Linked DNA regions of Mus musculus: regions 2, 3 and 4 are each linked to region 1. A link is a contact called in public HiChIP or PLAC-seq data. All regions are on one chromosome and are shown on one strand. The core of a region is the stretch at or near the end of the contact, and the rest is flanking DNA. Distances in the headings are between cores, read along the strand shown.

Region 1 (7,904 bases), core at 3,410-5,909:
CTCAGATGGTTCTGAATGCTGTACACAGCCATTACCATCATGGCTGATAACCATGCTTCCTAAGTGCCCCATGGGTGAGTAGTGTATACGGTGTGAATTCACAGGACAAAACATAACTCATGACTCAGGCAGGATTCAGCAGTATGAGTTCTAGCAAGATACTCAGAATGATATGCAACTTAAAACTTGTGAATTCTTTATTTTCAGAACTTTTCCATTTAGTATTTTAAATTATGGTTTGCAGAAAGTAATTGAACCTGCAGAAAGAAAAAAGGAACTACTGTATTTTTTTAATATATTCTAAAAATAGTAAATTATAACCACATATTTCCTTAAGGTCTTATCATTGTTTTGATTGAAGGATTGCAAGATTCTATTATAGGTAACACAGAGCAGCTACAATCAGTTTTCTTCTCTTTTCAAGAACCCTGGAAATCTCCTTCAGAGACTGACTCCTGCCTAGTGCACAGCCTTACCTACAGCCACGAGGGAGGAAAAAAAAATCAACAAAACAATAAAACAAAAGTGTGACTTGAAGTCTTTCAATTTCTGTCCTTCTGCAATGCAATGAAAGCTCTTTGCCATCACTCCTTGTGAGTGAGTGGCCTGTTGCCATGATTGGTAGGTTCCCGTTGACCCTGGGATGTTGGGAAAGGGAACAAATCACAAACATCACTCAATAATTCTGATTTTACTGAGATTTCTATCTCTATCCAGAGAAGTCTACAACATGATTCATGGCTAACCTGAACTGGGGCGTCCAACTCCTATTTCAAGACAGTTGAGAAAGGGACTTATGGGGACACCATCTACCTGTTTTCCAGGTTGATGTTCACAGAGTGTTTTTGAGAGCAGGAAGTTGGCTGCTCTTCATTCCACTGGCAGCCCTTTGCCTTCCATGTGTCAGAATCCCTTCCTGCAAGCAAGTAACTAACCAGCTGTATTTTGGCAAGAGATTTAGGCACAATATTCTGCTGCAATAAGAAACCATTAATGAAGATTTTCTTGAAAAAAGCCTATATATTTACTTTTGAAAGTTATGTACTAATGCCATTGGGTTTATTAATAAGGCATCCGGTACACTGATTTGTTAAATCATGCCCATGGTCCTATTGGCCCTTGACATTTTGCTATTTTAGCAACTCCCGTGTGCTCAGATTGAATAGAAACGTCAAACCAAGCAGTGCAGGTACAATTAATCATTTGGCTCTGCAGGAGCTGAGGGAAATGGTGCCTTGACAGTCTGACAGGTAAAGGCGCTGCCCTTCTGAGATTTACTGCCCAGTTCTGCAGCTCAAATTGGATTGGGTCAAGTTTGTACCAAGTTCACTTTGGTAATAAAAGGAATGTTTCGGGGCTGGAGTAGCTCTTCTTGGGACTGGAACCTTCCCTTGCATTTTCCCTTCCCTGCCAACCCCCAGACTTCTCACAAGCCAAACCCTTGTAAGTCACAGGCAGGCCAAGGCCCTGAAGACAATGTCACCTTTGTCCTCTCCTCACGTCTGCAGCACATAGAGCTGGTGAGTTTGCCATTTGACAACTGCATTATATGTTATCAAGATGATGTGAAAACATGCTTTACACACACACACACACACACACACACACACACACACACACACACACACACAAAATTTCACCCATAGCATTGTAAGTTCAAAGGCAATTATTGAAGAGATCTTCCATATATTTCTACCAACATAGAGTCAAATGGCTGATCTTATGGATGACACCTCTGTTGTATCCTGACCTAATTCCAATACAATGAAGGCATGAACAGGAAAATTAAAAATAACTAAACAAACAACTATGCGTCATCTCTCCCGAAGATGTGATCAGAAAACAATTCCACGGAAGCAATGTACAGGGAGTCCCAAGAGTGGATTCTTGGTTAGAAATCCATGATGATCTCAACTTGCCTCACTAGAAGTTCACAGCATTTCTACAGTGTATGCCACACAGCCCTGAAGACAGAAAGAACAGCAAGACCTCTATGAGGTACCACTTGTAGGTCTTAGAATTTCTTATCAGGCATACATGCTGGTTAGACAGACGGGACAAAAGGAACCGTCATTTTCTCAAATACTACCTTACAAAGGAGGTTCTTGAGAAAATAGCCCAGTTGGAAGAAGAAAATAACATGCTACCGTCAGGTTAATTGGTCTAGAAATAAGCTTAGTAATTCAAGCCAGTAAACTCAACCACAGAGACAAAACAAATCAGTGGCTGTTCTTCGGTTGTCAGGGAGCAACAGCGTACAGACGTCTATTAAGAGCTAATGGCACAGTGTTGTTTGAATAAGGCACACATATGCACACGTAGCCGTCCAAACAAAGACCCTTTGAGAACAAAAGCACTGGTCATAATTATGGTGTAACAAAATGAACTATGAACCTGGACATAGGCCACCTTACTGTTTCAGGACCACTAGAGGGGTTAGAAAGTACTTACAGACTAATATAAAATAATGTCTCTCCTGAATGAAGACATTAACCATCAGCTTCATCATTCTTCCTATCTGCGGTGAGTAAAACACTCTCTCTAGGTTCATCCAGAAACTCGTCTGTCCCTCTCGACTTCAACTTTTGTAAATTCCCTGAGTTGGGGCTTTGTCATTCTTAGACCTGGAACAATATTTACTTGCTCTTCGCTTGCTGGGGAAAGTATTTTATGGAGACGGTACAATCTCCATGATGAGGAAACAGAGTTGGTTGGGTGGGTTTCTTTTCAGGAGGCTTTGGATTTGTGAATGCATCCCGGTATTGAATTTTATACTTATGTGACTTCCTGTAAGCCATTTTAGAACATTACATTTTTGCTTTCTGTATACTAGCACTTTTAAGCTCATTGTAGATAATTAGAAAATTACAAAAGAATGTACTAAAGAAAATGAGATTGTCTGGAAACTCATTACTTAGTGAGAAAATGTATTGCTGAAGATGTTGTGTTGGATATATATATATATATCCCAAGATATTGATATACTTACACAAGATAGCTAAGATTAGGATGCATATGTATTTTTCTTTCTTGTATCTAATGTCATATTTTAACTTTGTAATATTCAATTCTGGCACCTTACATTTGTTTATTTGTGGTTTTATTTATACACACATATATGTTACAGACAGACATACACTCACATATATCATTGATTTGATCTATGTGACAGTCCTGTGAAATAGGTGCATTTATCAATCCATTTTACATATGAAGAAGAAACTGGGATAAGGAAGATTTCATGGGGCCTTGTTTAATATTTCATTACACATAAACACACACGGCATTTGAATCACGGTGGCTCAGGTGCATAAACATTAGCCAGTGTTGTCTGCCTCTGGTTACAAAATCAGACTCCATGCATTTATGTTTTAAGTCATGAATTCACACAGAGATGGGGCGTTTATGCAATAGCTGTATTGGCCTCCCATACTATTCTCTGAAGTAGACATAATAATAAACTGCTCCCTAAGTTCTTAACGGTATGGTCATAGAGCCTCTCAGAAACTCTTTATTCAGTACATGTTGACTATACGGAGAACTTGTCAACCCACAGGGAATAAATACAGAGACTATGGAGTATTCATCTCCAAATTTAATAGCTACGTCACAAGGGTGTGTGTGTATAAAGATGATAAGAACCAGAGGTAATGGACACCTGTAGCAAAACAGTAGTTGTAGGACATGATAGTGCCATTGAGAGCAAGAACTCATATCAATTGTGGCTGCATGCAGAAGACCTGCCAAGACCAAGATGGCTGAACTCCTGGCATGCATTGGCAGGAATTCTTGAGGTCTCTCACCCTACCTAGCCTTACTGAGGAGCTATTGGCTAAGTGGCTGCTGGGGGAAGTCGGGGGAGAGACAGTTTTCTTTAGGGATGCAGCCCCAGAGGGGCAACACATGTTCCATCCACACGCGTGCACATCCGTGTATCACTGAGGACTTAGTGGGCTTAAGAAAAGAGCGTGCGGAGCTGAGACAGAACAGAACTGAGGGACTGAGGAGGAACTGGAAAGAAGGGGAGGCAGTGTGGATTTGACCAGAAAACACGTATGAGATTCTCAAACAATAAACAATGACGGGAGCAATGGTCAGGAAGAGCTTAAATTAAGATACACAAATACTGCAGAAACTTCCTCTCTAGCTGAGCACAGCGGACTGCTGGACCTGCGAGCTTCTGGTCAAAGCCCACGGCAGTCCTGCACTGACACGCATACACGTGAGTAGATTCTCCTGTGAGAGCAACAGCAGCCTGCGGTCCTTCTGCCTCGTGAACCTCACAACGTACCACCTTTTGATTACACTCAAAGGGACACTTGTGCCCTGGAAATGTGAGAAATGATGGCACAGGAGAATGCTGAGGAGACTAGGGAAGGAAATTGACGCACAGATTATGAGGCCAATCGTGATTCACAGAGCAGCCCCCCACCCCGCACCCCCATCGTGCACCTAGGTTAGAGCATCTGTTACAAAACATTTAGTTGGCTTGCCCCATCTGCATATGCCTTAGCAGCACATCCCTTTTGACTTATATACCAGGAAGTCCAAGCCAGTTTTGGAGTGACCTGTTGAGGTTTCTGGCCCTGTAAGCATGCCCGCTGTCTGCAGAACCACTTGGGGGCAGCACCTGCTCACTGCCACTGCAACTGTGGCCCACCACTGTGGCTTGTCTCCCTACAGGGCCTCTTCATCTTCTCTTAGCTGCAGATCTCAGGGTTGCCAATGCATATCTCCATCCAGCAGTGTTAAACCAAACTGAGCTTCATTCTCCAGATGAAGACTTCTCTACACTGCCTTTCTTCCATCCCCGAGCACTGGGCAACACTACCTTATTATAGGGACTAAATCCTTTGGACTCTAGGTAATTCTCTCTCTGTTGTAGGAAGACTGCACTATGGTCTGGGTTGGAGGCAGGTGCCTTGCTGCCTGCCATCTTCTTCTTCTTTTTTTTTTAAAGATTTATTTATTTTTATTGTATATAAGTACACTGAGCTGTCTTCAGACACTCCAGAAGAGGGAGTCGATCATTACAGATGGTTGTGAGCCACCATGTGGTTGCTGGGATTTGAACTTCGGACCTTCGGAAGAGCAGTCGGGTGCTCTTACCCACTGAGCCATCTCACCAGCCCCCAGCCTGCCATCTTCTCTTTTCAATACTGTTCCCATCCTCTTATTTCTTTCTTCATGAAAGCCAACTCCTGGGGAAGGAGGATGCCAGCTAGCTGCCAGTCCCACACTTCTGACAGATGTGTGTATTGAGTGAATCCTTAAATGCAGAAACTATCTCCCTACCTAGTCCTTCAATGAAAGTTTTGAGTATCACTCTTTGCCCCACACGATTTCATTAGAGCAGATCTCTGAAAAAATACTGTATAACAAAGAGGAATCATTTTAAAATTGTGATGTGTATTCTTAGCAAGTTGATCCCAAAGGATGCAGTGATCCATCCTTCAGCAATCAATGACAATTCTTGAACTTGTTCCTTGGATAGGTATATTCTGCACTGCCTAAACCTTACTCATCTATATAGACACCACTCTGTGTGTGTGTTCCTCATTCTGCCTTGCTAACCATACTAGTATGAATAATGTCTGTTCTTACATATGTGTGGGCATATGTTTGAGAATCAGAACCACCTGACCTTCCAAAAATATGAAAAAGACAATATGTCTGAATAATTGCTTAGTTGATTGTGTTATCATAACTTCAAGTGTTGAATGACTGAACGTGTTTTCCCCCTAGATACTGAAGAGGTCTATCATTGAGGGATAGGTTTATGTGTAAGTCCAGAGTACTAGTGACTCAAACTGAGAGTTGAGTTTTCTGTTTTTTTCCCTAGCAGTATAAATTAGGGGTCATTCAGACCAAGGCTGCTGAGAAATCCTTGGAACCCAGGGTTTTCATTTTCTATCCCCAAGGGCATTTTTCAGAAGTCGCACATGCAATCTCCAAGTGTAGTCTTCTTGCTAGACTCAGCTTCACAGAAGGCTGAGGAAGGCGGTCTTCATTCCAAGTGATCATTTTTTTTCAACTAAAAATGAGAAAAGTTAAATAAAGAACAGATAGAAAGGAAAAAAATAGAAGTATCTATTCTAGAATCATGGGAGTGCAAGATGTGGTATCTGTTCTCAGATGACTCTTGGTTTCCTTTTTTCCTGGAATGCCCATTATGTAGTAAACACAGTGGTGTGGATGCGGGCTATTTTCCCCTTTCCTTTAATTATATAGCCTGCTTTCTCTTTGACATAGATTACAGTTTCAAGATGCTTAAAATTCATCTTGGACTTCAAATGGCTGTAAGTTCCCACACATTACTTTCTTTTCCAGCCGCGTGCCTCTGTGTGGGGATCAATTGATCTGAGAGTCAACACTGAGGTAGCGGGTGAGTTGTGAGCCTGGGAGTTTGCTTCACCACTTTTCTGTGATGAAAGAAGAATAAAAAACTCACCCAAATCTCAGGAAGCAAAGAAAGAAACCTAGAGATGGGGGATGGAGGGCACAAGGTGTACATACATGATAACTGTGTCAGATAATCTAACTCTCATCCTCCAAAGCACAGAAGCGAATGTGGGCAGCCCCGGGTACGGGCTTCAGTGGAAAGACACACACCAGTGGGTCTATAGACTCAGGATTTCAACCTCAAGTGCATAACTAGCAAACAATTACTATACTACAATTTTCAAAGTTACTGACCAGAAGGCATCCTCCTGCCTGGGGAGTTGGCTTTCATAAAGAAAGAGATTATAAGAGGATGGGAACGGAATTGAGAAGAGGGAATGGCTGGCAGCAAGGCACCTGCCTCCAACCCAGACCATAGTGCAGTCTTCCTACAACAGAGAGAGATTAGCATGGTATGCAAAGAATAGGTTTAGATCATTTGAGTCCTTGCTCAACAGCCATAGTTACTTGGCAAGGTCTCTGCTGCACACATAGTTGGGTCAAACTTTCCTGTCAAATTCCACACCCATCTCTGTCTTCAGCTTTCTCAACTCTTACCTGAGGCCAGCTGCATAGACATACAACATGACTTCCTCAGAAGTATTTTTTTTGAATGAACTACCCAGTGTATAGTTGATTCTCAATTGGCATGCATCTATTGATTGATAATATTTGCCTACTTGATTACACATATTAGTGTGCCTTTAAAATCTGTATACCGTTTGTCACCATACAAAGCAAAAGCAGAAAAGAATAGGGGTTGGCAAGGGAGTACGGAAAATGGAAGCTCCCATTGCTGGTGGGAATGAAAATTATTTAACCCCCATGGGAAGTAGTTTGGTGTTTCATAAAGAGCCAAACACAGAATTACCATCCAAGCTGATGCTCACACGCCAATGTTCACCATAGTCTATTTATAAAAATCCCAAAGTAAAAACAACTCAAATACTCAGCAGCCAATGGAGAATGGAGAGACAATGGGAACATTATGCCAAGCATAATAATCCTGACAGAAAGTGACAGATCTTATTAGTCTGTTGCTATGGGAAAGCTAGAATAAGCAAGTTCACAGAAATGGAAAGTAGATTAGAAGGATCTGGGCTTACAGGCAGGAGGGACTAGGTGGTTTAAATGCAATGAGTTGGTAGTTGCTGCTTGGGATGATAGTGAAAAAGTTAAGGGAAAAGATTGTGGTGGCATTTGCATAATATTTGAATATAATTAATGACACTAATTTATACAGTAATTATAAATTTGTTATGCACATACATATATAACCACAAAAATTATGTACCTTGACATTTAAAATATTCATTTATGTTTATATGCGGGTGAGTTATATGTGCTTGTGTGTACATGTGTGAAAGCCTGTGAGAACACCTGTGGAGGTCAGAAGGCAGCACCGGGTAGCCTCCTCTATCACCCTCTGTCTATCTTTGAGGTAAGTTCTCTTGAAAACGGAG
Region 2 (7,904 bases), core at 2,722-5,221, 480 kb after region 1:
CTCATCCATCACTGATCAATAAAATGAACCACAGGCTTGACCAGAGGCCACTCTGATGGGGACATTTTCTCAGTAGACATTCCCTCTTCCCAAATGACTCTAGTCTGTCAAGCTGACATGAAACTAGCCAGCAAAGAGAGCATTCACTGGCTGTGGTGTAAGGAGCCTGCACAGTCTTGCTTTTTGCTTGCTGCGGCCTACTAAACCCAGCACGTGCTCCTTTCCTGTCAAGTTTCCTTTCATGACACACAAAAGCAGACCAGGGTCTCTGCACCTAAAATGTCCTTTCTCATAGACCCCAAATTCCTTCAGGGTAAATACACTTCATCCATTCTGACTGCCTTGTTGTCGACAGTAGGCATGGATATGCGGTTGTTAAGCATCCGCAGCACGCATCCTCTAATCTTTTCACACTTTTATCTTTTGCTCTTCCTACAAGTTGACCACACGTGAAAAGGAAGCTTAACACACAATCTCCTTCTCTGCCTTCTGTAGTTAGGTTGACAGAACAACAACAGACTCACAGGAAAGGAAGGAAAGGGGAAAGGACTTGGCCTCTAAGGCCACAGCTGGGTTGCAATGAACAGTGCAGGCAGTAGGGTCAGGGACACTCCAGGTGAGGAGGAAGTGGTGGCCTCATCCCTGTCCTCTTTGTGATGGATGCATGGATTGAACCTGGGTTCCCATACATATCACGTAAGGACTCTATCACTGACTATATCCCAAGAAAGGGTTTTTTTTAGGTTGCACAGGCTAGCTCAGAACTTGTCATCTTCCTGCGTACCTTCCAGAGGCCCATGTCACCAAACCTGGCCAAAAATTTCTATCATGAATTAATCTTGATTTCTTATCAAACAAGAATACTAGTGACCCACGAATAACTCCAAAGTTCTTTGATTTCCAGGAATGGCACAACATGTGAATTGTTCAAGTCCGGCATTTGAGGATTTTGCTCGGCAGAGCAGAAAGCTTTATTTTGAAAGCCCTACTACAGATTCACCATAAAGCTGGACAATTTACATCAACCAGAGTTTAATATTCCTCTCTTAAATTACTCATTACAGAGAACTCATACCAAAAGCTAAAACAGAACTGAGTGGATCAAAATACGGCTGCCTGTTCTCTAGATGACTGCGGATGGCGGTCAGGAGTGTTTTGGGGGGTGGGGGAGACTCCCTAAGCTTAATTAGCCTTCTGGAACTTTATACCAGAGAAAAGATGCCAGACTAGCTCACAGTAGCAATAGCAGCAAGACTGGCGCTTTTCACGTTTGTAAAAATAATTTTGAATCAGCTGTTCGGGACAGGTGGGCAAGCACACAGCCTCTACTGTAAGTGAGCAGGCTTGCCTGCGACTGTCACATAAGCAAATGTTATCAGACAGAGCTCTTCAGAATGCCCCTTAAATGGAGGTATAGGCAACGAGCTGTATTCTTGTATCGTTTGCCCTAGAGTTCTTGCTTGCAGGAATGAACACGGGATGCTGGAGCCACAGCTGTCACCAGGGAACTCAGAGGCACCTCAGGGGAACGCTAAGACCAATGCAGGATCTGAATTGCTGAGCTATAGAGCCTGCGCCAGCTCCGCCTGTCTCCTGACTTCTTCATGTCAAGAAAATCTGCAGTTTGTTCTTCTGGCATCTCTGACCCCCTCAAGGTGATCTAAGAGGACAGCAGTGATACCTGGAGCAGCAGGGCTAACGCAGGTGAAGTCGCCGTCTGGGGTCCTCAGTGACTACACCTCACCTCTATATTCCAGAGCTGAGGTTAGGTCTCAGCAGCGAGGAAGGAGCAGAGCTTCGGTCTGAGGCCAGGGAACCTCATCCATTTGCTGCTACCAGCCAGAGGCTCTGAGGCCTGTGTCCCCCTTTCCCTCATGCTAAGCATATGCCTCAGGGTTTGACATCTCTAATATAGACACTGACAATGTCAGACTAATCTGAAAGCTGTGAACAGATCAGACAGTCGTTGAAAGAAGTTCCCTATGGGGGGGGGGGGGGCAGGTCAAAACACCATGAGCTTCCCCTTACTTCATCAGCTTAAGAATTCCCCTCTAGCCTTATTCTCCTTAAAAGTCCAAGATGAGTTCTATCTTCATGAATTCTCTCACAACCCACAGTCCTTGGGACACTTAATAGTGACTTTCAACTCAGCCAGACCTAGAATCAGTAAAAACAAGCATCTCTGGGCATGTCTGTGAGGGATAATCAAGATTAGGTTAACGGAGGTAGGGAAAGCACCCCTTGATCTGAGAGACATTACTGCTCCGGCTCGGTCCTGACTGTTGAGAGACAGTGATCTGAGTGCAAGCTTGCCTTGTGACCTCTTGCTGCTGCCTGACTAGAGATGCAACGTGACCCTGCTTCCAGCTTCCGCCACTATGGCTCCTCTACCTTCAGGGACAGTGCCCTTGAACTGGGAGCCAAAATAAACCCTCTGCTCTTTACGTGATGACATAATTGCTCTTATAAAGCATTATGTCCCAACACGACAAAAGTAGCTACTCATTACAAAGAGAGCTAAGTTGTGCTCACATCAGTGGTATTTTCCAGTGCATGCAGCCTGCCTGGGGATGGCAGTGGGACACCTGGGGACTGAGGGGCACACACTGAAGGACCTCAGGGCTGTGTCAGACAGCATCTTTGACCATGGTGCCCTTCCCTATCCCCTTCCTCACAATTGTTAACGCACATGATACACACACACACACTGATGGTTCTCATACAACTAGGCTTTGATTCTGTCATAACATAACAGTAAATTTAAAGAAAAAAATTGAGATATGGGTTCTCTGGTTAGTCCAAGTTAACAGTTGATTGAATAGTCTGAACTGGGCAAAAACTGGAATCACAGAAATAAAGAAATGCAGGAATCCTGACTTTTGTACAGCCCTGTCATTTAGATCAACCTCTCCTTTCTATGCCCTTTCCGTCCCTTAAAGTCGAGTATCAGAAAGCACTGAAGGGTAACATTTTTACTGCACTGAGATCAAGACCAGAGTTAAGGAAACTCAGAGGAAAAGGAAAACTATGGTAATTATAAAAACCTGTATCGACTTCAAGTTTATGCCACAATTCCTTCCACTCATTTACAACACTCTATGGTATACTACTGTATTCAGTTCTATGTTGAACACTAAGAACACAATTAACAACATAAGCAAGGATCCGATTCTCACAGATGCTATATCACAGTAAGAAAACAAAACTAAACAGCAACAATAATTTTTTTGAAACTACCTAATATGTGCTATTAATGCTCTCACAAATATGTTGAAAGCTTGTTTTTTTAGTATATATGGACTAGGAAAATATAATAATAAAAGTAATTAAGGGAGACTCTGGAGAAACTAGAAATTCACAGTCTTTTGAAAAATTAGGAGAAGTACCAAAGCAAATGAGCACTGGAAAGTGTGCCTATGGAGCAGCATGACCTCAGAAGGAGAACAAGCCTGTGTGGTCAGGAGGGACAAACAGCAAATAAGACACCATCGCAACGGTAATGCAGAAAACACACAGGACAGGAACGAGCCTGGGGTCAGTGGCACAGTGGCCTGACTGTAATGTACAGGAGTTCTGACTTCATCACAACTAAATGGAAACATTTTAGGGATGAGTGCTCTGGTTGTGGCGGGACAGCAGAAACTGATCAAGCTGTCCTGAGAGGCAGGCTCGCACCGAGTCCCCGTTTCCTAGATCAGTGCGTACCCCATTGTCAACACAATGTCAGTAGACTAATAAGCCAAGGGCGCTGTAAGCTTCTAATTATCTCCTGCCATCTTCCCAGGTCTCACAAACAAAACGAAGGACCACAAAACTTCTCCTATACAGAGGCAGGAAACATAGTTGGCAGAGTCTCTAGTCCTCTTAGTTCTGACAGTGTGGCTAGAAAACAGCTGCAGACCTACCCACAGGAACCACTGCCTTACAGAGCGTGCACATGCACAGCCAGGCAGTGGGCCACACGTGCTGACGGCCTGAAGCTTGCCTGCCCCTTATCTAAGTCAGGTTATGTTGACTTAGCACAGATTTGCTAGCTGTTGACAACACACAAATTTCCCAGTCACTGAATAGAAAAATCAGAATACTGAGGAGGCGATACTTCGTCACAATGTTCACTTACCCTTACATTTACTAACAAAACTCAAAAATTATTACTAAATAATAACCCCCAGGAGCCAATTCTAGAGTAACAATTATTGATAGTTCTTAGTGAAGTCAAATGTATATTCTTATCAAATGTGTATCGGGTACTTAACAAATACTAAGGAGCCGGTTGTGGTGGTGCACGCCTTTAATCCCAGCACTTGGGAGGCAGAGGCAGGTGGATTTCTGAGTTCAAGGCCAGCTTGGTCTACAAAGTGAGTTCCAGGATAGCCAGGGCTACACAGAGAAACCCTGTCTCGAAAAACCGAAAAACAAACAAACAAACAAACAAACACTAAGGATGATGCTAGTTGAACCAAAAGGGATAAAGAATGTCAAAGGTTTCTTACTTTTAAAAAGTTTCCCATCATTTTAAAATTACATATGTTTACTGTGTGGGTCTGCGTGTGTCATGCACTCCTGTGGAGGTCAAGGGACCGTTTGGAAGAATCAGGAGAGTCACTATGTGAGTCTGAGTGCCATGGAACGCCATCGTCAGGTTCAGTGGCAAGGCCTTTACCATACCTCTGAGCCACTGTTCTGCCCCCTCGCCTTTATTTTGCTCATTTTATCTCATTTATTTATGTGTCATTATAAGAAAATTGTCCGAATAGGAAAGGATTTTGAACCCACTTTGACGTCAACCAGTGGACAGTCTCATCAATTCCAGCTCAGAGAGAGCAGGGACAGGGAATATGGCACTAGTGGACCTAATTCTTTACTCTGCTCCTCATTTGATGGTCGAGCCCTAAACACTGATCTGAGGGGACAGCCTTACTCTACCCTCATAGACTTCATCTACTGTATTTGTACAAGTTCTTTTCAATGATGTCATTGAACTACTATCATCCTAAAAATCTCCTTGGTCTTTATGAAGTGACTCAAGCTGATTTGCTCATTTGTACATGCTTGGCTCAGGGAGTGGCACTATCAGAAGGCGTGGCCATGTTGGGGTAGGTGTGGCCTTGTTGGAGTAGGTATATCCCTGTGGGTGTGGACTTTAAGACCCTCATTCTAGCTGCCTGTGAGCAAGTATTCTGTTAGCAGCCTTCAGATGAGGATGCAAAACTCTCAAGCTCATCTTGTACCAGGCCTGCCCGGATGCTTCCATGTTTCTGCCTTGATGATAATGGACTGAACCTCTGAACCTGTAAGCCAGCCCCAACTCAATGTTGTCCTTTATAAGACTTGCCTTGGTCATGGTGTCTGTTCACAGCCGTAAAACCCTAAGACACTCATGTAGTTCTATAATGATAAATCACTCCGTGTTTAGTATGTAGCTAATGGCATCTTTCTCTTCCCTCTGCATTTTGTTTTTCCAAATGGAATTGTTCACGACAGCTACTGTCTGAGGATGACCTTTATGAGTTACATCCTTCCTATGGCCTGGAGAGCACCTTTCTACCGAATTTGGGTTACTCTGGAATTCTCTTTAGCAGGAGAGTATAATGGACGGCTACCGTTCCCACGCTTGGTGTAAGCCGTAAGAAGACCCAGCAGCCTCTGATCTTGGCAGCCCTAGAAACAGCGACGTAAGGGCTGAGGCTTCTTGCTGGAGAGAGGCCCACATAAAGACGCTCTGAGCTTACACAGAGAGAACAGAATCTCCTCTAAGCTACGCTTCCCCTCTGCCTCTGCCCAAACCCATGTGAAGGAGCCATCTAGAACATTCTATCCTAGCCGAGCACCTAGGTGACTGCAGCCCCAGTAAGCATCACATAGGCAAAAAGTCACAGACTGGAACACTGGCTGTTCGCATCTTGTAAAATCATTTTAAGGATTTACTTGTGGGCATGTATGTAATATGTGTGGCAAAGTAATTGAAAAATAAGAGGTGCTGAAAAATACTTCATTTTATTTTTCACTTAAGTTAGAATGTATCCTTAAGTGATACATTAATCATAAAAGTTACATATGTTAATGGGGTGTCATGTGCTGTTTCAAAACATGTATACATTGTATAATGTTTAAATTGGGCTTAATATATTTATCTCCTCAAAAATGTATCTTTTCTTTATGATAATAGTGCTCAGAATACTTCCTTCTGTCATTTGTTGCTATATTTTGTTAGGGCCAGGGACACTATGTTGTTCTGCTTGGCTGGGACTTATTATGTAGACCAGCCTGGCCTGTAACTCACAGGGACCTGCCTGTCAGTGCTTTCCAACTGCTGGGACTAAAGGCTAGTGCCACTACACCTAGCCATTCTCCTGGCAGTTTAAAATGTACACTTTGTTAGTGTTACCTATGGCCACCAACTGTGTGACAGCACAGCAGAGCCTCCTACCTAACCACAACTCAGCACCAAACTCGTCCCATTGCTCCCTGGGCCTCTTCTCCCCAGCCTCTGATGACATCCTCTGAATATTCTCAGTCCTGTGAGATCAACTTGTTCAGACTCCATATAACACTGGTCTTTTTGTGCTTGAGTTATTCTAGGTCATGTAATGATCTACAGTTCCATCCATGTTACAAATGAAAGCAGTTCATTCATTTTAAAGACCAAATAGTCCACACTGAGGTACCACACCAGTCCAGTCAGAAAGCCCATTAGTAAAAGACCAAGGATAACAAGTTGTGGAGAAAGGGAGGGTGGGACAGCACTGTGTAGAGGGTGCAGATTAGTTCAGTCATGATGGGAAACAGTGTGAGGGTTCCTTGGCAAACTAAAAACAGAAGCATCACATGGTACAGAGAGCTCACCAGTGGGAATCCAGCCAGAGGAAATGGAACCACTACTCTAAAGCAACATCTACACACTCATGCTCTCGACAGCCCTATTCACAATTGCCAAGAAAAGGACACCACTTAATTGTTTACCCATTAATGAGCAGGTGAGGAAATGTAGCACATACTCACAGTGGATTTCATTTCATTTCCCTTCAGAGGCTTCGGAGAAAGAACTTGGATAAACTGGGCTCAGGGCACGCCTCGGCTATCGGTCTGTCCTGCGGCTCCCCTGATGCTCAGTCAAGCCCTGTTTCTGACCAAAATCATTATGATTTCTATTGTGGGGTAGTGTCATGGCTGAGTCACACCCCTTCTTCCACTCTCAAAGCTCATTTGCTGAAGCACACCCCCCACCCCCCACACTTCAGAGTGTGGTGGTGTTTGGAGATTGGGTCTTTATAGAAGTGATTAAGATATCTCCACTAAGGTGGGTCTTACTCAAATGGGAGGGATGGGATTAAGAGGAGGCTGAGACACTGCCTGGTTCATAGGCAGCCTAGATAACCATGACCCTCTGCTATCCAGGAAGCAGCATCTAAGAATTGGTGTAGGTATAGCTGGGTATTCACACGTAAACATGGCACCAGGCCTCTACTTCTCAGCCTGAATTAAAATCCACTTCAAATGGGTCAAAGAGCTGAAGCTTAAAAGTGATGGGGAAAGGAGGGACAAAGATATTATCAAGAAATTGATGTGAACGAGTACTTTCTGAGCAGACCCCATTTGCTCTAAGCACCAAGATTAGCATCAAGATTGACAATGAAGTAAGAAAGCATCTGTAAGCACAGGAGGCAACCAAGGGGAGAAAACCTGTAGAATGAGCCAATCTGCCAGCCACACATCCAACAGAGGATTCATTCCAAGAATATATAAAGGACGAAGAAAACTAAAAACTAAGACTATGAGCAACTCGATCAATAAATGTTTAACATCACTAACCACTAGAGATGTGGAACTAAAGCCTGCACTGAGACTCTATGGCATCCTTAGAAGAATGATACTCATCAAGGAAACAAATAACAAGATGCTGG
Region 3 (7,904 bases), core at 3,259-5,758, 310 kb before region 1:
TGCCTACTCCAACAGGAGTACACCTTCTAATAGAGCTACTCCCTGGACTGAGAATATACAAACCGTCATATTTGGATTTTGGATTCTTTTCTATCTTATCAATGTGTGCAAGTGAACTAGATCTGGTCAGCATCCCTGCATTGCTGAGCTGTGATACTGAATAGGTCTGATGTGTTAAAAGCATCTTAGACAGGTATTTCCGTCTATTGGGCTTTTAGGACATAGACATAGACCAGGGAGAATCATGGTGAATTTGCAGGTTTTTTTCCCCCAATGTTTCTCTCTCTTTTTTTCTTTTAGTAAAGAAATAAAGTATGTACTTGTCATTAACGTTTCAACGTACTGTCTTTTCTCCCCAGAGAGTGATGCCTTCCAGCTTCTTTCTGCTGCTGCGGTTTTTCCTGAGAATTGATGGGGTGCTCATCAGAATGAATGACACGAGGCTTTACCATGAGGTACCGTGCTCGTGTGATGAGTGAGCTCACTGATGCTCACTGAGCCTCTTATGTGTCTGTCGCTTTAGAATGTGAGATTGTCATGTTTCTTGTTCTGTGGTCACCTGTTAACTCATACATTTGACTTACTGACTACACACTGTTGTTGGACACGCTGTCTTTTTTTTTAAGTTCTAGTAATCAAAAAAGGTTTTATAAAAAAACGTGTCCTGGGTATGAATGCTTTGACCAAAAAATTTGTATACATTTAACTTGTGTTTAAGGAAAACTGTCCCTTAGCTTCTATACGATGTCCTGTTAGAGATCCCTCTTCAGGGCCAGATGGTAGTAGCACACATCTTTAACCCTAGCACTTGGGAGGTAGAAGCAGGTGGAGTACTTGAGTTGGAGACCAGCCTGGTTTACAGAGCTAGGTCTAGGACAGACAAGGCTACACAGAGAAACCTTGTCTTTAAAAACAAAAACAAAACAACACAACATAAAAAGAATTCCCACTTACACTGCCTCCTGACGTCTGTATTACATGGTTACTTGGTGGTTATTCTAAGGGTGGAAAAATGCTGTCTTCTGTGAAAAAGTAACTGATAACATGCAGGTCTTAAGTGTTAAAGAGAGAAGGAGTTTAGATTGGGTTATAAGAATTTTTCCAGTAGCTTTAGAGCACCCTGTCTTTTCTGAATACTTAAGTTCAAAATTGGGATCACATTGGATGAAGAATTAGAGGAGATACCAAAACTATTAGTTATGGTCATAATAGCTCGTGCTGTGGTAACTAAGTCAGAAAAGGTTATGTAGCTCACTTAAGGTACCCAGTAAGAGGCAGAATTGGGTTACATTGACATTTTCCCCCAAGTCCTTTATTTAGACATTTGTTTTCCCCTTGAAACAGCACAGTGACTGTGATTATGCTCCCCCTCCCCCACCCCTCCTCTTTTCCTCTTCTCGTTGTTATGTAGCCCTGGCTGTTCTAGAACTCTGCTGTGGATCTGGCTGGTCTCAGAGAACCACCTTCTCTACTGGGATTAAAGGCACCTCTTACACACCTCTTAGCCTTTTCCCTTTGTATAAGCAAAGCCAAAATACTACATTTTTCTCTCATCTAAATCTCAAAAATACTGTTTATACTTAATTATATTTTTAATGAATTTATCCTAAAAGGTTCTATTATACAGTAATTTATAAATATTTATTATGTAGTTGATCAGTTGTATATACTTGAATATTCACAGCAGTATTGTTTATATAACATGAAGGAACTTATTAATTTGACTGATATGTTTATGTCCATATAGTAGTAGCAGAAAAATAGACACCCATCAACATGATGGTAGAGAATAAAATAGAGCTAATTTGGAAAGGTGGTTATTTTACTGTTGAATTTTGAAAGTGTAGTGTGAACTTATTTAAATTTGATGTAGAGGTTTTGAAATGATCAAGGCTGTGTTATCAGAACTAGCTATGGTTGATAACTTATTTTTCTTATTTATATTTTTATTGACTATGGTGAACATTAATTTTTTTCTTGTTTCTTATTGATATATTTTAAAGAAATATAATTTTGTAGTTTTTTTAAACTGAAAAGTGTTTATCCAAAAGCAAATTGTAATACATCTTTCTTTCTTTCTTTCTTTCTTTCTTTCTTTCTTTCTTTCTTTCTTTCTTTCTTTCTTTCTTTCTTTCTTTCTCTCTTCCTTCCTTCCTTCCTTCCTTCCTTCCTTCCTTCCTTCCTTCCTTCCTTCCTTCCTTCTCTCTTTCTCTCTCTTTCTCTCTGCCTGCCTGCCTTCTCTTTCCCCTCCCTCCCCTTCTCTCTTTCCTTTCTTTTCTTCTCTCTCTCTCTCTCTCTCTCTCTCTCTCTCTCTCTCTTTCTTGTCTTAAATATGTCTCTGGCTGTCTTAGAGCTTACTGTGCAGACCAGGCTAGCCTCAAACTCATAGAAATCTGCCTGCCTATGCCTTCCTAGTTTGCTGGGATTAAAGGCATTTAACCACAGTGCCTCACAAAGTGCACTTTTTTTAACCTAACTTTAAAAGTCTTAAATGGCTGAATTTGAGGCTAGCCTGGTCTACAGAGTGTTCCAGGACAGCCAGGGCTACACAGAGAAACCCTGTCTCAGAAAACAAAACATAACAAAACAGTTTTATATGGGAAAACGGTACAAAAGGATGGTTTGTTTATTTACGTGTCTGCTTTATAGGGAGGATTTTATAATATACATATATAAATATATTGTAATTTTTGTATTTTTAAATATAGGCTGACAAGACCTACATGTTACGAGAATATACATCCAGAGAGAGCAAAATTGCTAATTTAATGGTAAGTACTTAAATTTTAAGTATTTAGATGTTGAATTTTAATAATTCATTTTAAGTCTCATATCCCACTAATCCCACCCATTCATCTAAATTTGCATCAGAAAATGTGTGCCAAGGACCAGCCTCTGCTTGGGAGTTCTGTTTGAAAGTAGCAAAAAACACACAACTGGAAGTCAAGTCTCAGGACAACCTATGTTGTTCTCTAGACAGCTTTCTCTTGCAGGCCTAAAGACATCTCTTGAAGATCACAAACCTAGTTTTTTATGTAGATATCAATTCAGTCATTACCCCAGGTTCCCTTTTGATTATCCTATGAGTCAACATCCCATGGCCTTTGGTTCTTAGGAGACAGCAAGCACACTTTTTATTACAGAGCCCTTCAGATATCTGTCAGCCTTTGTTAAGCACAGAGATAAGATAACAGGATGGGGCCTGGATCTAAATTCCCTCAGTCACAGGCTGACCTCAAACCCAGGGATCTGTCTGCCTTTTTAAGCATACAAAAAAACTTAGCTGGGTAGGATCTCCGTCAATCACCACTCCCTAACTCTCTGTATCTCCTTCCGTAGTATCTTCCTGACCAGTTGGCTCACAGCACAGCTGCTTTTGTTCCTTTAGATTAGTGAAACACCTTGTATAGTTCCTTATATTTTACATAGTTGAGAAATTATATATTTTTGAGCTCATGTTTTCAGAGTTTTTTTACAGCCTTAAGGGCTGTCCTGAAGGTCCCAGGGTTTACCATTTTACTGAGACATTAGCTACACTTTCGCCTCCTGGACTGATGGAGTCATTAATGTTAACAGGGAGGACATTCCTCAAAGGAGGAACATGAAAATACTTAAATTATACAAACAAGCCCTAGGCCACAGCAGCCATGACATCATGGAGGCCTCTGCCCTGTTCCAGGCGTGGGAACCACGTCCTTCCACCCCTTCCAAAGAAGATGTGCTCCTCCTGGGCTCTGCAGGGTGGGTCTCTCCTGGGTTTGTCTCCAGCACCAGGGCACCTGGAGATCTTCGCTGCCATCCATCTGAGTCCTGTTCATTCTGAAGAAGCTGAGAGGCAGGGGTGTGACCTGAGTCCCATCGCTGCAGCTGGTGCCATGGATGTTCCTCTGACTTAGCACCTGACCCTCTAGAATGTTTAATAATTTATTCATGTTTTGAGATTATACTAGAGTTCCATAAATTTTCTCTTTCCCCTCCAAGGCCTCCCATGTCCTGTATCTCCTTAGTCTTTCAAATTCACTGTCTCTTTCTTCCATCATTGTAAACATATAGATGCATCCTACTTCCTCTGTGATGTCACTTGTATGTATATGTTCTTACACATCCCTTTTTCTTCCAAAAACTGGTGCCTCTGTACCAGCATCTGTAATTATTCTGACATAATTTTCCTGTATTTTTTGCTCCCCTGGAATTTGTGAAGTCCTTCCGTGGCACTTGGGTTTTGTGATGAACTGGCTTAGTACATGTCTACAAAATAAGTATTTTTTTTTTAAACCATAGTACTTACTCTGTCTGAATATAGTGTATGCTTGGATTAGAATAGTTAGTAACTGTCGTAGAATGTGTACTGGACTCTAACTAAAGATTGAACTTTCAAGTTACTCAAGTAACGGGTACTAGGGAGGGATTTGATCAAAATGTGTGGGATTCTTTTAGCACTTACAGTAGCACTGTCAGTTATGACACCAAGTTCCTTGAAGATCAGCCACACAGTTGAACGATTGAGTAACAGGAAGCAGCTGTTATCTGGGGGAGCACTCAATGCTCCTCCTTACGTGGAGTGTCCCCAGGGCTGAAATTAGCATGCTTTGTGAACTCTTACACTAGAAGGTTTCAGAAATCGTGTGAGCCATAACTGAGAATATACTAATACGATTTTATGTTTTTCCTAGCATGTTCCACCTTCCCTCTTCACGGAACCTAATGAAATATCACAATATTTACCAATTAAGGAAGCAGTTTGTGAGAAGCTCGTATTTCCAGAAAGAATTGATCCTAACCCAGTGGACTCACAAAGTACGCCCTCAGAATAAAATGTGGTACAGCAGACTCTCTCCATGTGGAACCTGACTGGAAACCTTGGCTATTTGTAGGGGTATTTTTATTATGAGAATTAATTTCCTTGCTTATGCGCAGATTTTCTGTAGCCTTAAAGGAAAATAAAAGATTGCTGCAGGCAGGTTCCACACAACTCCTGTTTATCCTGTCTGTTTTCAAGTTCCTGCTCCAGAGAGAGATGTGCTCTGGAGCTTACGTCAGCAGTGATGTGTGTGGGTCTCATGAGGGGACATGGTCTGCATCCGGCCTGAAGCATCGTCTTCACTGTGAGGAGGCTGACTGTAAGGCTGTCACTGAGCCCCGATGCCTGGGACCTGCCGGCCGCCATAGGATGCTGACTGCATGCTGATGTGCTACTCTGGCTCTTGGCTGTGGGCTTTCTGGTGTTTGTTCGCACTTACGGAGAGTTGTGACATGTCACCTACAAAATTAATCTTGTATTAGTCATTAGTTGGAGTTTCTGGGCAACATATTGTGTGTGTTTGTACACACAAGTATTTTTTAAATCTTTTCATTTAAATGTCTTTGTCTCTGAGTAGTGTTAGATTACTTATTTTGATAATTCATTGTTAAAAATTGTGGAGAATTAAAATAAAATAATTGACTTTTTAAAAAAAATTAAAGAGGTGGGCGGTGGGGAGGAGGAGTGTGCATCTGAAGATTGTATTAGTGTATCCCTGTGAGGAGTACCCAGGTGTGTCCTTGGCCATTTCTAAATATGACATATGCCATTTTATATTTATTTGTCCAAGTGTCTTTTGTAAGAGGAGAATAAATAATAAGGAATTATGTATTCATAGTTTGCTGTTTATTTCAGCTTTTCTTAGACTTACTTGAAGATTGGATTAGGATGTATCGTTCTCATTTATTTTGTTCTGAACCCGTTCAGTATTGCAGACACATTTCCCACGCAGATTACAAATGGAAACTGCTAGGTATGAACGCGATCCCCTAGTTTGTTCGCCTTTAAGCGCCTGTCTCTCTTCTCCCTCTGCTCCTTACACTCCTGAGGGCACTTTTAAGTAGTCAGAACACATGGGTACATGTCATGCATAGCATCCCCTTCAGTTCTGAGTACCGTGTTCTCTGATGTGGTATAAGGGATTACATAATGAAGCGATAGAATGTGGTTGGTCCTTTATACGGCGAGTGCTGTGTATGTGGAGTCATCCGGCTCCTCATCAAACAGTTGAAAACATCCCAGCGATTATGACCACGCACAGACTTTCTGTTGTCATTCCCTGACTGTCAGTTTTAGCTATTTGCCTTGTATTAGGTATTATGAGTGAAATACAGGGTAATTTATAGTGTATGAGAGGATCTGATGGCTTATTTTTTATTTTGGTATTTATGTGAATGTGAACCAAATCTCCTATGGTGACCGAGACAACTTTTTGTGGGGTTAAGGTCCGCCAGAGAATGCAGAAGCATCTACACGTGGTGTCAGATGTGATGGCAGAAATAACAACTTGAGAAAGATGGGAGGAGCGACTTTGGTATTCCTCTCTGCTTTTGAAGAAGCTGTCGCAGGCCTTGAGATTGTCATTACCATAACCAGGGAAAAAGCCAGGCAGTCAAAAAAATTACCATGCCTTGAACAACTGAAAGTGGGATTACAAAACAAACTGAATCTCAAAGAATGGGAAGCTCCAAGGAGAAAAAGGACAGAGACTGCCTCCTCTTCAGAGCACAAGAGAAAGGTGGCTAATATCACCACAGCCAACATCTTACTTCAAGATAATCACATCATTTAGTCTTCCCTTCCGTCCTCTCAGCCTGTCATATGCTCCTCCCTGCTCTTTTCAAATTCATATATGCATGACTGTCTAGCTTCTAAATATATAAGTACAACCTGCCCACACTGTATAATGTTACTTGCATGTATGTTTTCAGGGCTGACCATTTGAAGTTAGATAACTAAATTATGCTGTTCCCTGGGGAAGAGTGTTTGCACCTGTCTCGACATTCCTTAATTTACTGTAGTTCATTGTGTAGGATCATTTTACAAGTTCTTTTTTTTTTAAAAAAAAAGATCTATTCTGTATATTTGAGTACACTGTTGCAGTCTTCAGACATACCATAAGAGAGCATCAGATCCCATTTCAGATGGTTGTGAGCCGCCATGTGGTTGCTGGGAATCGAACTCAAAACCTCTGGAAGAGCAATCAGTGCTCTTAACAGCTGAGCCATCTCTCCAGCCCCATTTTATAAATTCTTAAAGGCTGTGTGAGGACTAGTGTGTCATTTTTGGAATAGCTACAAGTCTCATTTAAGGGGACTTACTAACTTTCTCAGTTAAGGATTTGCCTCTTAGATCCAAAGGTCTGTGCCTGGAAAAGAACCAAGCGGAGCTCACGAAAGTCCTGGTAAGGAGGCCAGGCAAGCAGGAAGTAACTGGGGACAGGGGTAAAGCCCTGCCCACCTACCCTAGGTTCCGAGCTCTGAAGGGTTTAAATGCCTTAGGGTGTTGTGGGGAAAGCTGCAAAAACCTGTTTTCATCCCTATTGCATCTGACAAAGCCTACTTGCCCCTGGAGGAGGAGTGGAGGGAGAGTCCTGGACAGGCAAAGGACAATTCCTACCAAAGAAGGAATGGAAGCCAAACTTGGCTGACTTGATGAGGAACTGGAAAGCAGCGTGGACCATAGTTGCATATGCAGAATACTGAGGACTGCTGCCTCTGGTGGGAGGGTGCTGGTGACGTTCTTCACTTGGGACCATTGATTTAAGGTTGGGTTTCCCCCGATTGCTGAATGAGGTGCAAGTGTCGAGAAGGCCACATCCTGAAAACCAGATACGGCTGCCCACAGCAGGCTAGCCAAGGTCAACAGAGAAAACTTTCCTGTACCCCAAAGTGAGCCTGGGGGCCACTAGGTAAGAAGGAAACCAGTCTATGTCAAAGGAAGAACAAAGTGTTGCTCCCTATCTCCTAATGGAGTAGGCATTGGGGACCTAAAGCTGAGGATAAGCAGTACTTTAAAACACACAGACTGCTGGGAAGCGTGGAATTCCAGCTTTAGTTTGAACTACATGGTGAGACTTTTTCTAAGAAAACCAAAGGCTGGA
Region 4 (7,904 bases), core at 2,856-5,355, 260 kb after region 1:
CAGTTTTTGCTACCTAATTCAAATAAAGATCATGCTTTGCTGGATTCTCCTGATTGCTTGGGCTGTTTTGGTTTTTCAGACCCAAACAATATCAGCACCTAAGTCAGTTCCAGGGAAAAAAGAAGTTTCTGAGCAGCTGAGGATGCTCCAGTGTGCATGGTGTTGAATGCAATCTTCCCAAACTCAGGTCCCTACATGCCAGCACAAAAACACAGTCAATGACAGGATAAGATGTCTCCACAAGAGCCCAGCAAACCTAACACAGCAGGCCCTGAGTATTGCAACATAGCTGAAGCACATGAAAAAAGATCTTAAATAGCCTTTGTGAATATTCTATGGATTCTTTTTAAAATTGAAAATAGACTGTTTTCTCATACAATATATGCTGATTATAGTTTCCTCTCGCTCCATTCCTTCCAGTTCCTCCCAATTGGTCACCTTTCTGTCTCTCATTAGAAAAGAGCAGGTTTCTAAGAGATAACAACCAAACATGACAAATGAAATCTAATAAGACGAAGCAAAAACTTTCATATTGAAGTTGGATAACAGGAGGAAAAGAGTCCAAAGAGTAAGCAAAAGAGTCAGATGTCCTCTCACCCGCAGAGCCAGGAGTCACAATAAAACACTAATAACTATAATATATGCACAGGGGACCTGGGGATGACTCTGATAGGGGTTTCTTAAAGAGGAAATGAGTAAATCCCTAGAGAAATCTGTGAACACACAAATAGAAGGAAGTGGTTATACAATTCAAGCCCTGAAAGTGCAAATAGAATCAATAAGGGAACTCAAAGTGAGAGAAAGCAAGAAAACAAAAATTGAGGAACTCAAACAGGAACCTCAGAGGCAAGCTTCACCAACAGAACACAAGAGATGGAAGCAGAGGCAAGCTTCACCAACAGAACACAAGAGATGGAAGCAGAGGCAAGCTTCACCAACAGAACACAAGAGATGGAAGAGAGAACCTCAGACATTGAAGACAAGATACAAGATATGAATACCTCAGTCACAGTAAATATTAAATCTTTAAAAAAAATTCTGGCATTATGAAAAGACTTGAACTAAGAATAATAGGAATAGAGAAAGAAGAAGAAATCTAGGTTACCTAGGTCAAAGGCACAGAAACTATTTTCGACAAATTCATGGGAAAAAAACAAAAGAAGGAGATGTCTATCAAAGTATAAGAAGTATACAAAACAACAAATAGACTGGACTAGAAAAGAAAGTCCCCCTGACAAATAATAATCAAAATATTAAACATTCAAAAAAAGAAATAACATTAAAAAGCTGCAAGGGGAAAAGAACAAATAATATATAAAGCCAGACCTATTAAAACAATACCTGACTTTCCAGTGGGGACTCTAAAAGCTAGAAGGGCATGGATAGATACTCTACAAATTCTTAAAACACCAAGATGCCAGCCCAAATTGCTCTACCCAGCAAAACTTTCAATCACAGTAAGTGGAGAAAATAAGATATTTCATGATAAAACCAAATTTAAGCAATATCTATCTATAAATCCAGCCCTACAGAAGAGCTAGAAGGAAAACCAATGTAAAGAAGTTAACCCCACCCAAGAAGTCACCTGGAATAAATAATCTCAGAACAACAAATCAAAAGACAGGAAAAACACACACACATACAGACCACTATCACAACAATAACAAAATAATAGGAATCAACAAACATTTCTCATTGATATCTCTCAAAGTCAGTGGTTTCAATTCCCCAATAAAAGGACTAACAGAATGAATGCAAAAACAGGACCCATCCTTCTGCTGCATGCAAGAAACACACCTTAATGTCAATGCTAGACAGGGAAAAAAGAATGTAAAAAGATATTTCAAGCAAATAGACCTAAGAAGCAAACTGGCATGGTCATTTTAATATCTGTAAATAATAGACTTTAAACCAAAGCTAACTGACATTATAAACCAATTGGATCTAACAGATATTTACAGAACATTTCCCCAAGTATAAAAGAATTTGCCTTCTTCTCAGCACCTCATGGAATTTTCTCCAAAAGTAAACACATACCTGAACACAAAGCAAATTTCAACAGATACAAGAAAATTGAAAGAACACCTTATATCCTATCTGACCACCACCAATAAAAGCTGGATATAAACAACAACAGAAACAAGAGAACTCTTACAAACTTGTGGAAACAAAATAACTCACTACTGAATAAAAAGTGGGCCAGGACAGAAATTAAGAGAGAAATTAAAACTTTCTACAATTGAAGGAAACTGTATCCACAACATACCTAAACTTATGGTACCCAATGAAGGTGGTTCCAAGAGATAAGTTCATAGTACTGAGTACCTATATTTTTTAAAAAATGAAGAGATTTTATAATAGTAATAGAACATCTTGAAGTTCTATAACAACACTAAAAAAATCCAGATAGGTAGATGGCAAGAAATAATCAAACTCAGAGCTGAAATCAAGAAAACAACAACAACAAAGACAATAAAAAGAATCAATGAAACAAAAAGTTGGTTCTTTTTAAAAAAATCAATAAGATTGACAAAACTTTATCCAAATTAACTAAAAATAGAAAGAAAATATTCAAATTAACAAAATTGGAAATGAAAATAGAGATATAACACCAAAGAAATCCAGAGAATCATAATAATAATTACTTTAAACACCTGTACTCCACCAAATTGGAAAATCTATAAGAAGTGAATAATTTTCTCAATAAACACCACTTAGAAAAGTTAACCCAAGATCAGAGAAGAAATTTAAATAGACCTATAACCCCTAGTGAAATAGAAGCAGTCATTAAAAGTCTAACAACAACAACAACAAAAAGTTCAGCAGTAGATGATTTTAGTGTAGAAGTCTATTCAAAGAAGAGTCAGTGTCAGTATTTTTAAATTATTCCACAAAATAGAAACAAAAGTAACATTGCCCAATTTGTTTTATGAGGTGACAGTTACTCCAATACTCAAATTACATAAAGACCTACCAAAGAAGTGGAATTACAGACCAATTTTCTGTCTGTACATAGATGCAAAAATTCCCAATAAAATAATTGCAAACCAAATCAATGAACACATCAAAAAGATCATCCATGGTGATCAAGTAAACTTCATTCCAGATATATAGGGATGGCTCAACATACAGGGACCAATCAATGTAATCCACCACAAAACCTTTCATCTACAGTGGTGTCCTGCTGCAAAATATGCTAGGACAATCGGGAAATAGTGGCACAAAGTTTGTGGTCACCAAATAATATTTGATTTGGCTTAACACCCATTCATTCCATGAGATAGAACCCACACCCACACCCACACCCACATCAAAGCAGTGGCCAAGAACTTGAGTCTAGATAACCCAGGATAAAATCAAATCAGAAAAAAAAAAGTGCAGCAATAAAACAACTCCAGTAATATCCTACTATATTCATAGACCAGGGCCTTGCTCCAGCATCATCAAAGAAGCTCTGTCTTCCTACTTCAACTTCCTAAATTGATTGTTATAATTGTGTATTGAAGTTAGAGGAAAGGACTTGAATCAGATTAAAGATGCAGAGAGGACTGTAGAGATGGCTCAGCTATTAAAAGCACTTGCTCTTCTTGTAGAGGCCCTGGATTCAGTTTTCATCACCCACAGATGGTTCATAAGCATCTGGCATCCAATTCCAGGGAATCCAGTGCGCTCTTCTGGTTTCTGCAGCCACCAAGGCATGAAAGTGATGACATAAATTCATTCAGGCAAAACACTCATACACATGAAATAAAAGTCAATAAACATTTCAAAGAAGAAGAGGGAGAGGAGGAAGAGGAAGAAGAGAAGAGAAGAAGAGGAAGAGGAGGGGGAGGGGGAGGAAGAGCAACAGATAATCATCCAGGGTTGTGTGGATGTGACTATCAAATGACTGCTATCTACATTACTCTTTCCTAAGCCTTAGTTCCTCATATCACCAGCAATGGCTGTTGCTTTATGCTGTCCTTTTCTAATAAGTCAAAATTACTCATCCTTGCTGCTGTCATATCCTGTTACCTATTCCCAGGACACTTGCATGTCTTCTTTATGCGTGTCTTTCTTGGTGGGTCTTGTCATTATAACAACCGAACTTCCCTATGGTTGCTGCCCATGCACAGGGGAATATGCAAGATGGTATGTTGCAAGCACTACGTTAACCAGACAGTGAAGGAGCTTCTACTGGGCCCCAGCAGTTGTGAGGCTTCTGAAATCTGAATCCCTGAAGATCCTGCACCCCTGCTGCTCAGGGCAGAGAGTATCATCTCCTAGACACAATGTGCTACTCTGCTCTGAAAGCATAAACAAGGAAGCAGCAGGCGACTCCTAGTTTTTCTTGGCTACAAACCTCAGTGGAAGATAAGTAGAAAACACGTCTAGGATGCATTACTCTATAATGGAAAAAACATAAAAATATGCAGCAAAATACTGGGGTATTTATGGATTGGAAGACGATCTTGTCTTTAGAAAGACAGTAAAAGCCCAAGGAGATTGTATACACTTAGCTTTAGCCAAGCATAAGAGATGCTATTGGTTTGTAGCTTAAGTGTCTCCTTAGGTTTTCTGTTGTCTTGACTACCTCTTGCCCTTGTCTGAAGGATAAATAATATTCTTAAAACCTTCCAGCAAAAATGACGTATTCTTCTTGCTTGTACTTTTATTGACTCCTTGCAAGCCACTCTGTTAGGGCTTAGGATTCTAGGAATCTGACTAGTCAGGGACTGTAGAGTGTTTATGCAGATAAGAGACAGACGGTGGAAAGGGGCTACTAGATTAAAAGAAACAAAATGATATCATCCAAGTACTTGAAAAAAAAATAGCACAGGAAAGCAGAGTTGGGAGAAATAAGGAAGACCTGGGGGGAGGGGCAGAAAGAGAACTATTATGCTGCATGTATTCTGTGCCATCCAAATTGACATGGTTTTATTTCATCCTTTTAATTCTAAGAGACAGGCTTATTATCCCTGATTCGCAGAAGAGGAAATAGAAATGCAGAAAGGTTAAGTAAATTTCTAAATGTCACATGGCAGGTGTGTGTTGTTAACAAGATTCAACACCAGCTCTGTCTGAAATCACAATAGCTCCAAAGAAAAATGGAAAGGGGAGCCAGGCGTGGTGGGGCATGCCTTTAATTCCAGAACTTAGGAGGGAGAGCCAGATGGATCTCTGTGAGCTCAAGGCCAGCCTAGTCTACCTTTATAGAGTCCAGGACAGCCGAGGGTATTACACAGAGAAACCCTGTCTTGGAAAAAACAAATATGGAACAGAAAAATGGACTGTCTTAGGGTTTCTATTCCTGCACAAACAACTGATGCCTTGTCAATTGGACACACAAACATGTCACTATAAAGCCTCAACCCTTACTTTCTTATTCATCCCCAAGATCTAAATAACTTTAAAAGTCCCATAGTCTTTACAAATTCTTACATATGAAAATTTTCACTCCCTTTAAAATATTCAGTCTCTTCTAAAATTCTAAGTGTTTTTACAATTAAAGTCTCTTAACTGTGGGCTCCAGTAAAATAATTTCTTCCTTCAAGAAGGAAAAATATCAGGGCACAACCACAATCACAATCAAAATCAAACTCTAGCCATCCCATGTCTAGGATCCACTCATGATCTTCTGGGCTCTCCCAAGGGATTGGGTCATTTCTCCAGCTCTTCCCTTTGTAGCACACATCTTGTCTTCTAGGCTCCAGTTGCCTGTACTCCACTGATGCTGTTGTTCTTGGTGGTCATTCATGGTATTGGCATCTCCAAAACACTGCTGTCTTCCACTGTAACTAGACTTCACCAATAGCCTCTCATAGGCTTTCTTCATGGTGCCAAGCCTCAATTCCTTTGCATGACCCCTTCAGTCCTGGGCCATGAATTGCAACTAAGACTGCATCTTCGCCAATCACCTTCCATGGCCTCTCACAGTGCTAAGCCTCAGCTGCTCTTCACGCTTTCAAAGCTAGTACCACCTGGGTGACTCCTACACATTACCAAGTCCAGCCACAGCATGAAGTACAATCTTGGCTATCTCTGGAACCTCTTTGTGCTCTCAGAAAGCGCTTCCCAGAAGATTTCACCTCAATGATGCTTGTCTCTTCTTAATCATCAGTAATTTCTTAGTTCCAGCTAACGAGCATCAATAGTCCCAGTAATCCAAAGGTTCCTCTTTAGTAGTTCTGGCATCTTGTTAATCACAGCTGATTCTTCAACCACAGCTAACTAAAACCACAGAATCTTCACAATAAAAACAGCAACAATCGTGATAAGAGTTTTTAATCTTCCCTCTGAAATTTCATAAGCCAGTCCTCCATCACTTGCACTGTTCTCAATGTTATGCTTTCAAGCTCCTACAGAACATCCCACAGCATTCTTAATAGCCAATAGCTCTTCTAGCCCAAAGTTCCAAAGTCCTTCCATAGTCCTCCCTAAAACATAGTCAGGTTATCACAGGAATACCCCACTATGCTGTTACCAATTTGTCTTAGTCAGGGTTTCTATTCCTGCACAAATATCATGACTGAAGAAGCAAGTTGGGGAGGAAAGGGTTTATTTAGTTTATACTTCCACATTGCTGTTCATTACCAAAAGAAGTCAGGACTAGAACTCAAGCAGGTCAGGAAGCAGGAGCTGATGCAGAGGCCATGGAGGGGTGTTACTTATTGGCTTGCTTCCCCTAGCTTGCTCAGCTTGCTTTCTTATAGAACCCAGGACCACCAGCCCAGGGATGGCATCACCCACAATGGGCCCTTCCCCCTTGATCACTAATTGAGAAAATGCCTTTCAGTTGGATCTCATGGAGGCATTTCCTCACCTGAAGCTCCTTCCTCTGTGATAAATCCAGCTTGTGTCAAGTTGACACACAAAACCAGCCAGTACATGAACTATGGAGAAATGATGGGTCCTGGGATATCAAATTTGATGATCTATATCACTTCTTCAAATGTGCACAAGAGCTCTGCAGAATTACGCCTAACCTTGGCAATTTTCTTTTGAAAAGAACTAGAACCAAATGGCTCAACAGTACAACTAGCCTACTCAGATAAGGAATTTTAAAAGGCTGCTCGGGTATCCAGGAGGTGTGGTTTCATTTCATTGAAAGGTTGCACTTCCAGAAGGCTTATAATCTGGAGAGAGGAAGAAAATTAGGAAGCGGAGATTATAGGTACATATTGGTGACATCATCTGCGTGGCATTGTGCTAAAAGACAGCTGAAGTGGCTGCGACCCTTCCAGGTATCACTGATTTGAACTGAAATGCTCTCTATTGCCCTCCTTTTTTGATTAGAGAATTCCCACTGATCCTTCAAAACCCAATTTAGACATCATTTGCTCCATGCCTCAGTTAATCAAAATGTTCTTTGTGTAAAATTTGGTGTAGATAAGGAAAGAGCTGATGGTGGCTGTCTTCCGAAGAAAGCTACCATGATTTGGAACTGTAATTTTTTTAAAAAACGATATTAAAATCTGCAGTTATCCAAAGCCTTCGCCTTCCCACCATTATTCTTGGCTACTTCATCCTTCAGAAGTATTTCCACTTAAAAGGCAAATGGGATGACAGGAAGAGATAGCTGTCAGAGAATAACTAGCTCTCCATTCTTCATGGAAAAGAAGGAAGGCTAAGGAAAGAGACACACTGTGTGTTTCCATTCTCATTTCCGTCCCAGGTGGCCCTTAGATTTTGAATAAGTGAGAACAGAAAATAACTCAAAGTATACAATCTATACTTTCTCTCTTCCTTTGACTTTGCAACCTTCCTGTGTTGATCTCTAAGAAGAGTAACTTCAGAAGCCAAGTTTGTTTCAGAATGCTAATTCCTATGAAACAAAGACACTCTATCATCATCATCACAGTTGAAAATGACCTTCTCTACTACTAAAAAATGAATGAGTATTTGTTGGCTATGACTCAGCACAT

What was found. HiChIP or PLAC-seq counts read pairs in DNA pulled down with a chosen protein or histone mark.
Region 2: an H3K4me3 HiChIP or PLAC-seq map of embryonic basal ganglia shows a contact between it and region 1, with 5 times the contacts expected there. The contact joins two enhancer-like sites. A contact is called at or near these places in 3 of 15 datasets of contacts at CTCF or cohesin (embryonic stem cells, large pre-B cells and pro-B cells), 6 of 484 Hi-C or Micro-C datasets (embryonic stem cells, liver, nephron progenitors and 1 more), 10 of 115 datasets of contacts at active chromatin or transcription factors (the NIH/3T3 cell line, SST interneurons, embryonic basal ganglia and 7 more) and 1 of 9 other capture datasets (embryonic stem cells).
Region 3: an SMC1A HiChIP or PLAC-seq map of large pre-B cells shows a contact between it and region 1, with 2.8 times the contacts expected there. The contact joins two enhancer-like sites. A contact is called at or near these places in 1 of 15 datasets of contacts at CTCF or cohesin (large pre-B cells) and 1 of 484 Hi-C or Micro-C datasets (liver).
Region 4: an H3K27ac HiChIP or PLAC-seq map of large pre-B cells shows a contact between it and region 1, with 6 times the contacts expected there. The contact joins two enhancer-like sites. A contact is called at or near these places in 2 of 15 datasets of contacts at CTCF or cohesin (large pre-B cells and pro-B cells), 4 of 484 Hi-C or Micro-C datasets (the C3H10T1/2 cell line, embryonic fibroblasts, nephron progenitors and 1 more), 3 of 115 datasets of contacts at active chromatin or transcription factors (forebrain, large pre-B cells and pancreatic cancer cells) and 1 of 9 other capture datasets (embryonic stem cells).

What each region holds. Positions count from the first base shown.
Region 1 is chr1:164,901,971-164,909,874 of GRCm38.p6, reverse strand. No RefSeq gene overlaps it. Among named protein-coding and RNA genes, the nearest start is that of Gm32652, 6.3 kb to the right of the region's middle. Within about 2 kb of position 4,659, at least 3 of the 459 cell types and tissues checked have an H3K27ac peak or open chromatin away from gene starts, as enhancers often do.
Region 2 is chr1:164,422,453-164,430,356 of GRCm38.p6, reverse strand. The region is part of intron 13 of Nme7 (NME/NM23 family member 7); the gene reads right to left. Among named protein-coding and RNA genes, the nearest start is that of Gm39690, 7.8 kb to the right of the region's middle. Within about 2 kb of position 3,971, at least 25 of the 459 cell types and tissues checked have an H3K27ac peak or open chromatin away from gene starts, as enhancers often do.
Region 3 is chr1:165,212,650-165,220,553 of GRCm38.p6, reverse strand. Tiprl (TIP41, TOR signalling pathway regulator-like (S. cerevisiae)) reads left to right here. Exons shown (of 7, transcript NM_145513.4): 5 at 360-455; 6 at 2,709-2,771; 7 at 4,674-7,904. The coding sequence ends at 4,814. Among named protein-coding and RNA genes, the nearest start is that of Tiprl, 20 kb to the left of the region's middle. Within about 2 kb of position 4,508, at least 44 of the 459 cell types and tissues checked have an H3K27ac peak or open chromatin away from gene starts, as enhancers often do.
Region 4 is chr1:164,645,267-164,653,170 of GRCm38.p6, reverse strand. No RefSeq gene overlaps it. Among named protein-coding and RNA genes, the nearest start is that of Gm26685, 150 kb to the right of the region's middle. Within about 2 kb of position 4,105, at least 5 of the 459 cell types and tissues checked have an H3K27ac peak or open chromatin away from gene starts, as enhancers often do.